Linked DNA regions of Gossypium hirsutum: region 1 is linked to region 2. The links are chromatin contacts, called in public Hi-C maps. All regions are on one chromosome and are shown on one strand. The core of a region is the stretch at or near the end of the contact, and the rest is flanking DNA. Distances in the headings are between cores, read along the strand shown.

What was found. Hi-C and Micro-C count contacts between places; a contact is called where the count stands out from the background.
Region 1: a contact with region 2 is called in a Hi-C map of leaf, with 2.4 times the contacts expected there. The contact joins two enhancer-like sites. A contact is called at or near these places in 2 of 34 Hi-C or Micro-C datasets (callus and leaf).

Annotation. Positions count from the first base shown.
Region 1 is chrA04:76,330,017-76,337,104 of Gossypium_hirsutum_v2.1, reverse strand. It overlaps LOC107930130 (sulfoquinovosyl transferase SQD2), which reads left to right and starts at 1,574. Exons shown (of 11, transcript XM_016861703.2): 1 at 1,574-1,837; 2 at 2,040-2,106; 3 at 2,422-2,492; 4 at 2,642-2,759; 5 at 2,875-2,948; 6 at 3,103-3,158; 7 at 3,244-3,327; 8 at 3,445-3,532; 9 at 3,609-3,686; 10 at 3,874-3,930; 11 at 4,048-4,752. The coding sequence starts at 1,731. The coding sequence ends at 4,543. Within about 2 kb of position 5,229, at least 8 of the 9 cell types and tissues checked have an H3K27ac peak or open chromatin away from gene starts, as enhancers often do. A contact at or near this core is called in leaf, where this site is marked.
Region 2 is chrA04:76,129,671-76,136,941 of Gossypium_hirsutum_v2.1, reverse strand. No RefSeq gene overlaps it. Among protein-coding and RNA genes, the nearest start is that of LOC107930146, 29 kb to the right of the region's middle. Within about 2 kb of position 3,366, at least 8 of the 9 cell types and tissues checked have an H3K27ac peak or open chromatin away from gene starts, as enhancers often do. A contact at or near this core is called in leaf, where this site is marked.

The DNA of each region.
Region 1 (7,088 bases), core at 3,980-6,479, 200 kb before region 2:
ATGAATTTGGACAAACGGTTCTCCAAATTTAAATGAATTTGACAACCATTTGTCTAGGTTCATTATGCACGTAGAATAAAAAAATAAAATTCCTAAAATTTATAATTTTTTATTTTGAAAAATATTTTTATTACTTTTTAGTACACGTGTCAACATTTTATTGGCTATCAACCCAAAATCTAACGGTGTTAGTCAAGTACCAATAAAAATTACTAATTTGGCTTATGTTTTCCAAATTTAGGTACTAATTAGGTAAAAAAAAAAAGAGATACCAAATAAATACAAGTTGCCAAGTTAAGGGTTAGGATATATATTAACCCAATATAATATTTGATAATTTTATGTATATACATTTATTTTAGGGTAAACTACATAGATAATCACCCAACCATAAAAAAAATATTTTAGGCACCCAAAAAAATTTAGAATTTAAGCACCTACGTTACATAGTTCGATAATTTTGATCACTCCTGTTAAAAATCATAAACGGCAAGCTGATATGACAGTTAAAAATCATTATAATAACAAATTTAACGCACAATTTTAATTATATCAATTTATTCATAATTTTAAAAAATTAACCCTCAAAATTTACAAATGGTTTCAATCTGATCCTAGTTTTAAAAATTTGAAAGAAAAATATTAAAATATATTAAAATACACAAATATATTTTTTAAAAATATAATAATAAAATTAAAATTAAATTAATAAATATTAATTTAAATTTAAATTTATTTAATATAATTAAATTTATTTAATATTAACATTAATATGAAATTTAAATTTATTATTATATATTTTTTGAAAATATTTATGTATTTTTATATATTTCTTTGAATTTTTTAGAATTAGGATCAAATTGAGACCATTTGTAAAATTTTGAGGGTTAATTTTTTAAAATTATAGCTAAGTTAATATACTATGTAAAAGTTGAGGGCTAAATTTGTTATTATACCAGTTTTATTAACTGTCACGTTAGCTTATTGTATGTTATTTTAATGAGAGTGACCAAAATGACGAATTATGTAACATGAATGCTTAAATTGTAAATTTTTTTATTTTGAATGCCCAAAATAAAAAAAATTTCATAATTGGGTGCTGTTTACCCTTTATTATATATATTTCTTTTATTACAATTTTAAATATAAATAAATTAACATATTTTTAATAATTATATTATAATATATTTAATTTAATTTCATATTAATTGCATAATACATAAAAGAAAAGAAGAGAAAACAATGTATTGTAATTTTTTCAAATATTGAATAATGAGATAATCCAATACTTTTTTTTTGATACATGTAGGAATATATTAGTATTGTTTTGACTTTGGTATATGAAATTTTTGCATAATATATATCCAAATACCTTTTAAGATTAAGCATATACTCAGTGAGCATCCTTTGATATTCCTTCCAATTTCAAGTTCAAGAGAATATCCGTTCTCTGGGTGTTCCATAGGTACTTCAGATTCCTTTTACCAAATCCCCTGTTCCATGTTAATCAATAACCTTTTCCAGCTCGACCGTTTTCCGCTATAATTTATATACAACTACTACATCATGCCTACCTGTTATTCTCTACCTATAAAGCCGTCTCTCTCGCTCCTCCTTTCTTTGCCAACCATTTATGCTATTTTTCTTTTACTTTATAGTTATACCCTCCCAGTTCTATTAAAGTGTTGCCTTTTTCTTCTTTTTCATCAATACCCATTAGAGCTTCTGAAATGACTATTACGGAGGTGAGGGAAGAGGAAAATCCTCCCTTGATTGATCCTGAGAACGACTCCAGGCATCGTCGTATTGCTCTTTTTGTTGAGCCTTCTCCTTTCTCGTGATTCTCTCTCCCTTCCCTTTGTATAACTTTGTTTATCATTCTTCGGATGCAAATGATATTGTTAGTGATTGAGTGGTACATTTCATGGTTGTAATTATGTACCTTTGCTATTAGCTAAACAATCTTGGTGTACCTGTTACCTACTCTTAATATGTCAAAACTTGGCACTCACTGATTGCATTTCATTCCATGTTTGCAGATATGTGTCAGGGTATAAGAACAGGTTCCAGAATTTCATAAGATATTTAAGGGAAATGGGAGATGAGGTATGCTCGTTATATCTGTGGAGTTCTGCTTGATAATTTGTTAGCTAAATTAGTTTATAGCTGTACCTTTAGATGATATGCCATGGAAGTTTTAATCCAAGTCCCCACACTCCCATACTGGCACTTATTGTACAATGATTGTGTTTATCTCGTTATCTTTTGATTTGTTTCAAGTAATTTCTAATGGCAGGTGCTTGATTTAGCTTAAGTTCATCCTCAGTTAACAGTGGCTAGCAGTTATGACCAACAGTTTACTGTAGTTTGTAGAAATGTTCTTGAATGGTGAACTAAAAGCAATGGTATTGGTCCTTATAGGTAATGGTTGTAACAACACATGAAGGGGTTCCACAAGAGTTCTACGGGGCCAAGTTGGTTGGATCAAGAAGGTTAGTGTAATCAATCAAGTTCAAGTTATAGTCTATACTTGGCTACTTAACTGTATGTTTTAACTATTTCATTAGCTTATTCCTTGGATATTCTTTCCCCCACTGTTTCTGTATATAATATTATATAATTTTCTTTCTACGAATTGCAGCTTCCCCTGTCCTTGGTATCAGAATGTGCCCCTTTCTTTGGCTCTAAGTCCAAGAATAATTTCACAAGTTTCCCAGTTTAAGCCTGATATAATACATGCCTCTTCACCTGGGATCATGGTACACGTGTAATTGTTGCTGTGCGAGTTCTTGTTGATAGATTATTATGATTTCTTTTTGAGAGCGAAATGTTAATGAGGAAATACATTCCTGATTTATACAAACTGCATTCCAGGTTTTTGGCGCTCTCGCTATTGCAAAACTACTCTCTGTACCCATAGTGATGTCATATCACACCCATGTTCCAGTGTGAGTTTGATTCTTCTTTGGTTCACCTGTTAAATCCTTGATGCCACTCAACTCATTTGCTACTTTTTGGAAGGTTTACCATTGCAGGTTTAAAACTACTCGAGCTGTTACATGGACCTGACGCCCAAATCTAACTTTTTGTTTCATTCTACAGGTATATCCCAAGATACACATTTAGTTGGTTGGTTAAACCTATGTGGTTAATAATAAGTGCGTAAGATGCCTTCTTTTCCCTCCTTTTTAGTCAATTTCCATGCCTAAGTCTGAGCAATGACAGTTCCTTTGTCCCTATCAGAATTTCTTCACAGAGCAGCTGATCTCACACTTGTTCCATCAGCTGCAATTGCGAGGGATCTCCAAGAAGCTAAGGTAACTTCAGGTAAACATAGTATATTATCAAAATTCAAAATAGCTTTATCCAATTTAACTTGGCTTTGCATTAATCTATGTAGCTGAATCTTAGGCTAACCAGCTTTTTATATGTCAATACTTCCAGCTAATAAGATTCGCCTTTGGAACAAGGGTGTGGATTCTGAAAGTTTCCACCCTCGATATCGCTCTCATGAAATGCGATTAAGATTGAGGTGCTGTGTTTAATCTTTATTTTCTTCCTCTCCTCAATTACAGTTTTGTAATGCTATATATATTTGCTTTATACAGCAATGGTGAACCAGAAAAACCACTAATAATTCATGTTGGACGTGTTGGAGTTGAGAAGAGCTTAGATTTCCTCAAAAGGTACCATTTATGAATTGCATGAAAAATTGTTGCTAATAGCTTCCTTTATAATCATTTGTGGTACATAATACCATGTCATAGCTGAAAAGAAGAAACAGAGAGTTCTGTTAGATTTTCATTGCAACCATTACTCTTCCAATGCATGAATTTTGCAGAATTTTAACATTGGGAATATATGATTGTACAGTGTTATGGACAGGCTTCCAGAAGCAAGAATTGCTTTTATTGGGGATGGACCGTACAGGTAATCCGTTTAATGTTCATGAATTTAACTCTACTCTGGAGGAATATCTATATCTTCTATTAGATGGCTCAGATTGAATATCGTACTCACTCCCAAAATAAGATGTGTTGTTTGCAGGGAAGAGCTAGAAAAATTGTTTACAGGCATGCCTGCAGTTTTTACAGGTATGTTACAAGGTGAAGAGCTGTCTGAGGCATATGCAAGTGGGGATGTGTTTGTGATGCCTTCGGAGTCGGAGACGCTCGGACTTGTTGTTTTGGAGGCCATGTCATCAGGAATCCCGGTGGTAGGTGCTCGTGCTGGGGGAATCCCGGATATAATTCCTGCAGAGCAGGAGGGCAAAACCGGCTTTCTCTTTACTCCTGGAGATACTGAGGACTGCATGAGGAAACTGGTGCCCCTGTTAGAAAATAAGGAACTGAGGGAAACCATAGGCAAAGCTGCACGTGAAGAAATGGAGAATTATGATTGGAAAGCAGCCACTAAAACGATACGCAATGAACAGTACGAAGCTGCCATTTGGTTTTGGAGGAAGAAGAGAGCTGAGGCACTGGGACCTCTGCAGTGGCTTACAGAACGCCTTTTCCCATCCCCAGCAATCAACTTTAGGTGATTTAGATATATTATATAGATTTGGTCAGTAGAATTTTAAGGAATTAGCATGTTGATAGGGATTGTGAACTTGATCAGGGCTTCAAAGAGGGTCTTCTATGGTGTATCCTTTTTTTTTTTTTTGCCTTTGCAATATGTTAATTTGTTGCACACTATGGACTTGAAATGATCTATTTGAAAATATTGGAATAAAATAGAATGGTTGTTTCATTGTATGAAACTTTTAGCTAAACTTTAACGAACTAAAATTTCAATGCATATATGGTTTCCCTGCAAGAATACTTAAAAACTTCAACCCACTCATCATCTTCTCCCTTCTCTGTGATGAAAGAAGGGAAACCCTTCTCTGCTGGTCGACGCGAGCTGCCTGATACTTTTACTTTGTTTTTTTTTAAATAAAAAAAGCCCGAGATCTCCTACATCTCGAATGGTGGGCTGTTTGGTTCCCGATCGCCTTGTGGGTCCTCTCCATGCTTTTCTTCTTTCCAGTCTGGTAATTCCTCGGGACTTTTGTTTTCTCATGCTTCGTCAAGGCCCTTGCTGCGCATATAGAAAGGCGTCGTCGCTTTGGTTTCCGTTTGATTGGTTGTTGATGTGTTTTAGACTCACAGAATGGCTGATGCCGCTCCTGATGGCTATGGCTCCTCTTCTATCCGTGGTTTTAGCTGGCTCTAAGATGCCGTTGTTTTTTCAAGCCTTTATCCCCGAATGTCCTGGTCGCACCCTCGCTAGATCACGGCGACGGTTGGGTGAGTTAGAAGCGAGTTTTTATTTTTTGGGCTTGATTTGAGCCAAGCTCTTTCTGGGCTCATTTTGAGCCTTTAGTTTTTCGAGTCAAAAAGTAGCTTTTCAAATAAAACTAATTTTTCAAATTGGCTTGAAAACTCAACCCAAAAAAATTAAAAATTGTAGCTTTTGGTTTTTTAAAAGCGAATTTAGTAGAAAAATTATAAAATTCCCCTTCATTTATATTAACTAAAAAAGATAAATATGATTTACATAAATTTACCCTTCATTTACAATTGGTTTATATATATATTCAAACCTATAAGAACTTTTTACTATTTTTGCTCACCCTTTCCATGCTATATAATTACAATAGGTGATCTTTAGTATTAGAATTGTAAAATTTTGATATAAAACTTGATAAATAGAGATCTATCATGTCAGATCATTAAGAATAAAAATTAGATGAGAAAAAATATATGAATCCATCAATATCTTGAAATCTTAAAGTATTGCGGCTTTGATCTTCCAAATTAATACAGAAGTATTTTAGATAAAGTAAATCTCTCTTTTATAAAGATGGGACGTTAAAAAAGTTATGTATATGTACTTTGAGGACCATAATCCTAATATATAATTTTTGCATATTAACCTGAAGTCTAACCAGCCAATCATTAATTAGAAATTAGTCATTGATAGAGTTGGTTGGTTAAAATTTATTTAATAAATCCCTATTTTCATGGAATATTTTAGTTGTTTAATTTTATTTGGTTGTTAGTAGTGACTTATTTATTTTCTATTTTTTAGTTGCTATGTAAGGCTATATAATAGCCCAGTATTTTCAGTTTTACTCAATGTAAAAGATCATTCTCCTCCATTTCTTTTGTTCTTTAATTATTCTTTCTTGTTCTTAACATTTGATATTAGGTCCATTAAAGAGCCTAGTTCATTTAGAAACAGCAGTCTTCTTAAACTATGGCAACAGAGTGATCATTTGTGCAACCAGCAGTTCTGAAGTTTGATAGGCATTATGATCATTGGGCGATGCTTATAGAGAATTTTTTACGTTCCAATGAATATTGGGGATTGGTGGAGAATGGTATTCTTGTTGTAGCAGATGGTGCAATTGATGCACAGAAAATGAGCATTGAAGATAAAAAAAAAAAAACTAAAAGATTTGAAAGCCAAGAACTATTTGTTTTAGGCTTTGGATCGTACAATTCTGGAGACGATTCTTAACAATGATACAACAAAGAGCATATGGGATTCCATGAAGAAAAAATATCAAGGCACAACACGAGTCGAACCTGCACACCTGCAAGCTCTTCACAGAGATTTGAAATTCTTCGTATGAAAGTAGGGGAATTTGTTAATGAGTTTTTTGCTTGAACTCTCATCATAGTCAATAAAATGATGGCTAACAGTGAGGTTATGGAGGATGGTACTGTTGTCCAAAAGATTTTGAGATCGATGACTAGCAAGTTTAATTACGTTGTTTGTAGTATTGAGGAGTCCCGAATACGAGTATACTAACCATTGATTAATTACAAAGAAGCTTGCTTATGCATGAACAACGTATGGGATCTCATGATGAAAAAGAAAATGCTTTGAAGATCACTTATGGAGATCGTTCTGGTGGTTGGGCTAAAGATCATGGTGGCTAAAGGAAGAGGATGAGGCACGTAGAGTTTCAATAAAGCCACGGTAGAATGTTTCAGATGTCACAAGCTGGGACATTTTCAATGAGAATGCTCTAGTAAAGAAGTGAATTATGAAGAGATTCAAGAGGAGATGTTATTGATGGCTTTTGTGAATACATA
Region 2 (7,271 bases), core at 2,117-4,616:
TTTATCAAATAATTCTAAATTACTAACAATCTAATTTTAAAATAATTATAAAAAATTACTAAATTTTTTTCTTCTTTCTTTCTTCACTGCTTCACATTCTTCACTGCTTCACTACACGGTCAATGAGGTTTACAGGGTGTGGCGCCCCTGCATCAGGCGCCACATGTGGTGCCTACGGGTCACGGGCGACCGGTTTTTAACCCCAATTTTTTAAAAATATAATAATAATAATAATAATAATAAAATATTAGAAAAAAATTTATTAATAAAATAATATGTCCCGCCTGTTAGGTAGGCGCGATTAAAAAAAGTAACCCATTTTCGTAAATAATCTATCTGACAACCTATTTTCGTATATAATAATTTTTTTATACCATATTTGTAAAAAACCCTAATTATTTTTGGTCATCGGATGTGAAAAATTATAAAATTATCACTCAACTATTTATTTATTTATTTTTGTCATCAACCCTTAAATGGCCTACAAAAAGATGATGTGACGACTTTTAAAATTGATACAATAACAACTTTAACTGTCAACATTATACATTATGCCAATTTTATTGTAATTTTAAAAAAATTAACCCTTAATATTTACACATAATGTAATTTCGTCTTCCTCTTTTTTTCAATTTTGTTTTTCTTTATGATCCTTTTACCTAAAAAGTAAAAAAAAATCTATCAATTAAATTTGACCAAAAATATACCAAAACAGGAAAAACCCAATAATCGAATATAATAATTTTTATCTTTTCTCATTCTTTTAAAATTAACTATCAATGTAAAAAATAAAAGTAAAATTGAAAAAAAAAGAAAGAAGAAAGACCAAAATATATAATGTGTAAATGTTGTGGGTTACTTTATTTTGAATCAAGACGAAATTGACACAACGTATAAATATTGAGGGTTAAAGTTGTTATTATGCCAATTTTAAAAGCTGCCAAATTATTCTTTCGTTAATAATTTAATTGGTGCTGACCAAACAAGAAAAATTTGAATAGTTGGTAATCAAAAAAGAAAAAAAATCAAATAATTAGATGATCATTTCGTAATTTTTCATAGTTAAATGATAAAAAGAAACTTATAAATAATTGAATGAGTATAATTGCAATTTATCCTAATTAAATTTCAATTTGTGATTTAAGTCAAAAGTTAAGAATCTTCATCCAATAATTGCATTTTTTTTTTAAAGATCTGATGATTTTTGCTATTGTTTCCCCATTTTCTTTGGATAAGATTCTATATTCTCATAAAAACTTCAGTGCTCCAAAAAGAAAAAAGGAAAATTGAATAGGTTCTTTGAGAGTTTATAGATCATCCAATATGCTGGGTAGCTTAATTATGAGATTCTAGAAACATTTGAAAAATTATGAAAGCCACACACAAAAAAGGCAATACCACAAAATGTTTTTGACCAGGATATATACCCCATAAGTTCCTTGGTTCTTAGGGGATCATCCCACCCAAGGTTCCTTTCGAAAGTTAAATAGTAATTTACACATTAAGAATTTAGAAGTGTTATACAGAATTCGGTGGTGGTAGTCGAATGTGATTCACAGAGCTATTTGTAATGATTTTTAATGTATTTAAAGAAAAAAGAAAAAGTTTAGCATAATCTCACTAGTGAATGTAGATTCTTTGGAGAAGTGTTTTATTGAGGAGAATTTAATAGCAGAATAACTATGAATTTATTACATAAGTCTTGTTGTTTTATTACTTTTCGATAGTCATATATATGTTGAGCATGCAAAAGATAGATTTTAATAAAAGATAAAGTTTTATCAATTTTTAAGCATCCAAAAATTTAATTAGCTTTATGCAAAATTTCCCTTGAACTTCTGAAAGATCAAGATACCATTCCAATGAAAAAAAAAAGGAGTTGGTTTCCATTACAAAATGATATATGTGTTTGGTTGGAGCTTTTGACATATGGTGCTTACTTTCCACTAACCCTTGTCTTTGTTCATTTTATTCATCGTTTTGGTAATGACAAATTAAATATTGGAAATGCTAATGATGTTTGGCAATGGTGCATGCATATTGAATATGTATATGCAATGCTGCTCATTCTCTCTCTAACAGGTAGAATATCAACAATATCTGCTAGTTACCTAATTGGTGATAACATCAATTAATTAAATAACAACTTTTTGTTTGTTGGATTAAGAAAAGAAAAGAACAAATTTATCGGAGGTAATAGAAAACGTTAAAAATCATGTGCCATTTTCATTTGCTTAAAATGGAACCGTGTCCATTAGGAAGTTTAACAATGGTAGTGACAGTTTTCGGCTGTTCATGTATTCTTATGGTCAACTGTTACATGCGTCAAGATTAGCCATTAAATAGAACTTTCTGCTGCCGTTTTAGACCTTTGCGGGGGAAAATAACGGGAAATTGGCATTATAAAGAGAAGGGACAAGGACGTCCTATGTCAAAAAAGCATAACTGGAAAAAATCTAAAGTGAAATAACTTTTAGCAGAGAAACTATCTGCGCATTAAAAAATTATAATATCAAATTTAATTATTAATATTTTTATTTTTTGTCAATTTAGTTTTCTATTTTTAAAAAAGAGCTATATTTGAGTATAACCTTTTGAAAAAAGAGTTAAAATGATTTTTTTAACTAGATTACTAATTAAAATGTTAAATTTTTAAACGCCCGACAATTCACTTGTACTACATATTAATTTTTTTAAACTTTTATATTTTTAAAAAATTTTAATTTTTTATTTTTATAAATTTTAAATTATTTATTGATGTGACATATAAGATAATTTAACTCTTTCTAAAATTTAACTAAAAAAAAGTTAAGTGAAAATGTAAACATATTATCATGTCAAAGAAAAAGCTATCTCATGACATTTATAACTTGGTCCGTACTGCACTTAAATCACCTTTATTATTTTATTGGAATAAATCATTTGAATTTGAATATTTATGAATATTTGATTGTAGATATATAACAATATTTATGAATATTTGCAATGAATAATATTTGTAGCTATTAATTTTTGGAATTATATACTATCGAAATTCACGGATTAGAATAATGAAAATTTAGAAAAAAAATTTACGAATAATAGTTATAAATTTGGATATCTGAATTTATGATCTATTTTATTTTTGAAGTGTATATAAAAAATATTTTTATACTTACTAGATGTGGATATTTAACAGATCTCGATATCTAACAGGTAATCTAATTAATTAAAATTTAAAGAGTAAAACTGAAATTTAATGCTAATAATAAAGGAATTTAAATTTTATAAAAATTGCAAATATGCGATTAGCTTCTATCGGTTTAAACAAGCCCTACGTTATCGATGAATGGTCCGTCGGGGGGCCCTTTTGATGGTCCACTTGCGGATGACCACAAACATGCACCCTCACATCTCTTTCTATCTTGCCAATATTGCTATTAGGTTCATTCAATGGCTCGAAAAGGTTGGCGTGAACTTGAAATTTCTTCACCAGCTTTCCATTTTGGTGACTAATAATAATGCTGTATCAAGGCGACAAGCTGGGATACGCTGGATGCATGTGCCTAGTCTCCAAGCTCAGTGTAACTAGATTCAATGACTTTGAACAAATAAACCTAGTGGCAGACCCAAGGGCCAGACACATAGTCGGTCCTCCTAAAATAAAAAATTTTTAATTTAAATTTTTTATAATTTATAAAATTTTAAATTAATATGGTAAAATTGTCATCCAAAAATAATAATAATTTAATTTAATTTTTTAAAAATTATAAATATATAATCTATTAAAATGATAAAATTATATTTTTACTATTGTAAAAATATATAATTTAATTTCGGCAAAAAAAAATTTCTGACTCTAAGACTAGATAAACCCATTCTATGTTTCAGGCTTGGCCACGTCTTCTAATTGCATTCGCAACATCCTTATATAACTTTTCGTAGCAAACAGATTGGCCCATCCCGCCCCTTGATAGCTGCTCGGCAACCCACTAAATAAAAAGGGACTTGATATATTCATAACGTGTTTGTGTGGGTAGTTTACAAGTGGGTAAAAACTGGACATGAACAAATCCGACAGACCCAGATGGCATTGTAAGAAAACTGAACATCCATGTCAAATGAACAAATCCGATAGACCCAGATGGCATTGTAAGAAAACTGGACATCCATGTCAAACAAGCAAGAAGATGAGCTTGTCCTTTTCTCTCCACTATCCGATTGAATTTTTATTGCTTTGGATTGGGATATTACTAAATTTCAGTCAAGACTAGCGTGCTCAGTGACTAGCGCCACAAGTGAGTGGTGAGGAAACAAGCAAGGCTGGCGGCTAGCAATGGTTCATGTTTCCTATATACTAGCTACCAAATTGAAACTGGCGTAATCCTTGACGTGCTGCATAGTACCCAGCACTGGGCATCACTTGGATATCCATTTTGCAGTCAATGCGAGGTCGTTTTTAGACCCTTTTTTGATTGGATAACAGACTAGGCCACTATGTAGAGCACAAGTTTCCGAATAGAAAATAGAAAGACATGACAAAGAACAACAAATACAAACTAATATCATCAAACAGATAACAACTCATTGGTTCTAATTATGAAATTGAAATTAATTTTCTCAACAACCACTTATGAATGATTGGGAATATAATTCAGCAAATATTAAATGAATAAAAGTTGTAAGAGCTGATTCAATGTTTCCTTGAATCCAATATGTAATTCCAGCTTCCATGGCGTCCGTTGGTAGAAATCTGTACGAGAGCTTTTATTTTTCTTGGTCAGTACGTAAATATATAATTAGCGTGCATACAGAGGTGGTTGTAGGGGCTGGCATGGCCCTGCCCCTAAATAGAAAATTTGTCATTTAGACTTTTTAAATTTTTTAAAATTTTAAATTAATAAAAATAAAATTACACTTTGACTTTCTCTTAAAATTATACAAATTTAATTTAATACTTTTAAAATTATAAATATATAGACTATAAAAAATTAAAATTTCATTTAACTCTTTAAAAAAATGTTCTAGTTTCGCCCCTGCCTGCATACTTTGAATTAAGAAATTTTAAGGTTCAAGTTGTACAATATTTACACTATTTTAAATTCGGATCCACTAAAAGAAAATTGATGTTTAACAACTAAATTTAGTAATGACATTTAGTGATGAATTTTTACTTATTAATTGCAACAAAATGGTTCATCATTGTGAATTCTTTATAAAATACATAACAACAAAATAAATTATTAAATATTAAAATATTAACAATAATCTTAAAATGTCGTTAAGTTATTTTTTTATAATAGTAATTAACAATATGATTTGTGGTTGTAAATTTTTAATAAAATATGTAATTACAAAATAAGTTATTAATAAATGTTATTTTATTAACAACAAATTTAAAATGTTGTTACTATTAATTGAAACAATATAAGTTGTTGTTTTGAATTCTTAATTAAATATGAAAAAAAAGAAGAAGAAGATGTTGGTAAATATTAAAATATTAACAATAACTTTAAAATATTATCATGTTATTAATTTTGAAGTTATTAATCACAATAATATAGTTTGTCATTACATATCTTTAATAAAATATGTAACAACAAAATAAGCTGTTGGCAAATATTATTTTAATAGAAATAAATTTAAAATGATATTATATAATTTATTTATTTTTATTATTAATTACAATAATACAATTTGTCACTGTAAATTTTTAATTAAATACACAACTGTTATGAATATCTTATTAAGTGGATGTCCATCATGATAAAGATAAAGTTTGGATGTACTTTAAATTCTAGTAGTTATTAGAATTAGATCTCTACTTCTTTTATACTTCTTATGCGTATAAATAGAAACTTTAATGAAGCATTGTAATCATTCCTTTGATTAATAAAGTACATTCTCTATTGCTTTCATATTTTCTTTGTTCTTTATTCTCTCCATCCCTATTTTATAACACGTTATCAGCACGATTATTTTCTATTTTTTTCAAAATCTTTCAAAGTTGTCCCACAGATCAAATTTTTTTTCATCTTAAACTTTCACCCTTACAACTTCATCTTCAGGATATTGAAAGATTCAATTTCAGAATGGATTATGGTTCTTATTCTCAATTTTTGATTTATTGTACAAGCATAGGTAAAGTATAAATTTGGTAAGAAACTTTTATATTTCGATCATATTTTCTTTTTCAATTAAGCTATGAACTATTAATTTTTATAAATTTCACATTATGATGGTATTTGATTTTTGCCTTTCTAGGTTAAATTTTTTATTATGTAAAAGACATATTTGTTGATTAGATATGTTTGCTATTAATGTGGTATATTTTCTCTATTATTTTTTTTGGTGAATCATTCTCTTTGTAGTTTTTTTTTAATTAAGTTATATTATGCATAATATTAGATGTTTTGATTATTAAATTCTTGTTATTAAATATTCTTGAAATTTTAATTATGGTGAAAAGTGTTATTAACCTATCATTGTTGATTAAAGGGAAATTTGATATGATCTATTGAGTCTTATTAACTTGCTAATATTGAATGATTGTATGATATCTTTTAAATTGAACTTAAAAATATTTTATTAGAGCAAGATAAGATTTTATAACATATATGTAGTATTGAAATTTGGTACAATGTGTATCGGATAATTTTCAAGCATCGTACATGAAAATTTTGATTATTTATTAAATGATTTTTACTATTAGATTATAAATGTTATTACTAAAAAAAGTTGTTTCACTACTTGTAATAGTGCTCATGATAATAGTCAAGGTGATGACGATGATGTTAAAAATCTTCAGGTATATTTTACTATGTTTTATTTATTATATCATGTTTATTGTAATTGGAGACTAATGATTATAACATGAATAGATAGTTTTGATTTGAAATCTCACGCATGTTTGCGATGGTGATTAGGAAATAAAGAATCTATGGGGATGTTTATAAGTCCGTCCTACTAGATTGTTGCATTCCCTGAAGTGAATGTAAATATAAAGAAAATAAAAGATATACTCATGAACCATTAAAAGTGGGAACATAGTAATAAGTAAAAGAACAATAAGAGTTCTCAAGATAACTCTTGAAAGGGTAAAGATAACTCATGTTACCAATGTGATATGAAATATTATTGGCTACATATATGGCGTAAATATTTTGTTTTTGTTAATATTATTTGAGGAATGATATAAGAATGTAGTAATGAATTTTATCATTATAAATAGAAAATATTTATCTTATTTGGTACTGAAACAAACAAATATTATTCCAATATTTGATAGTACA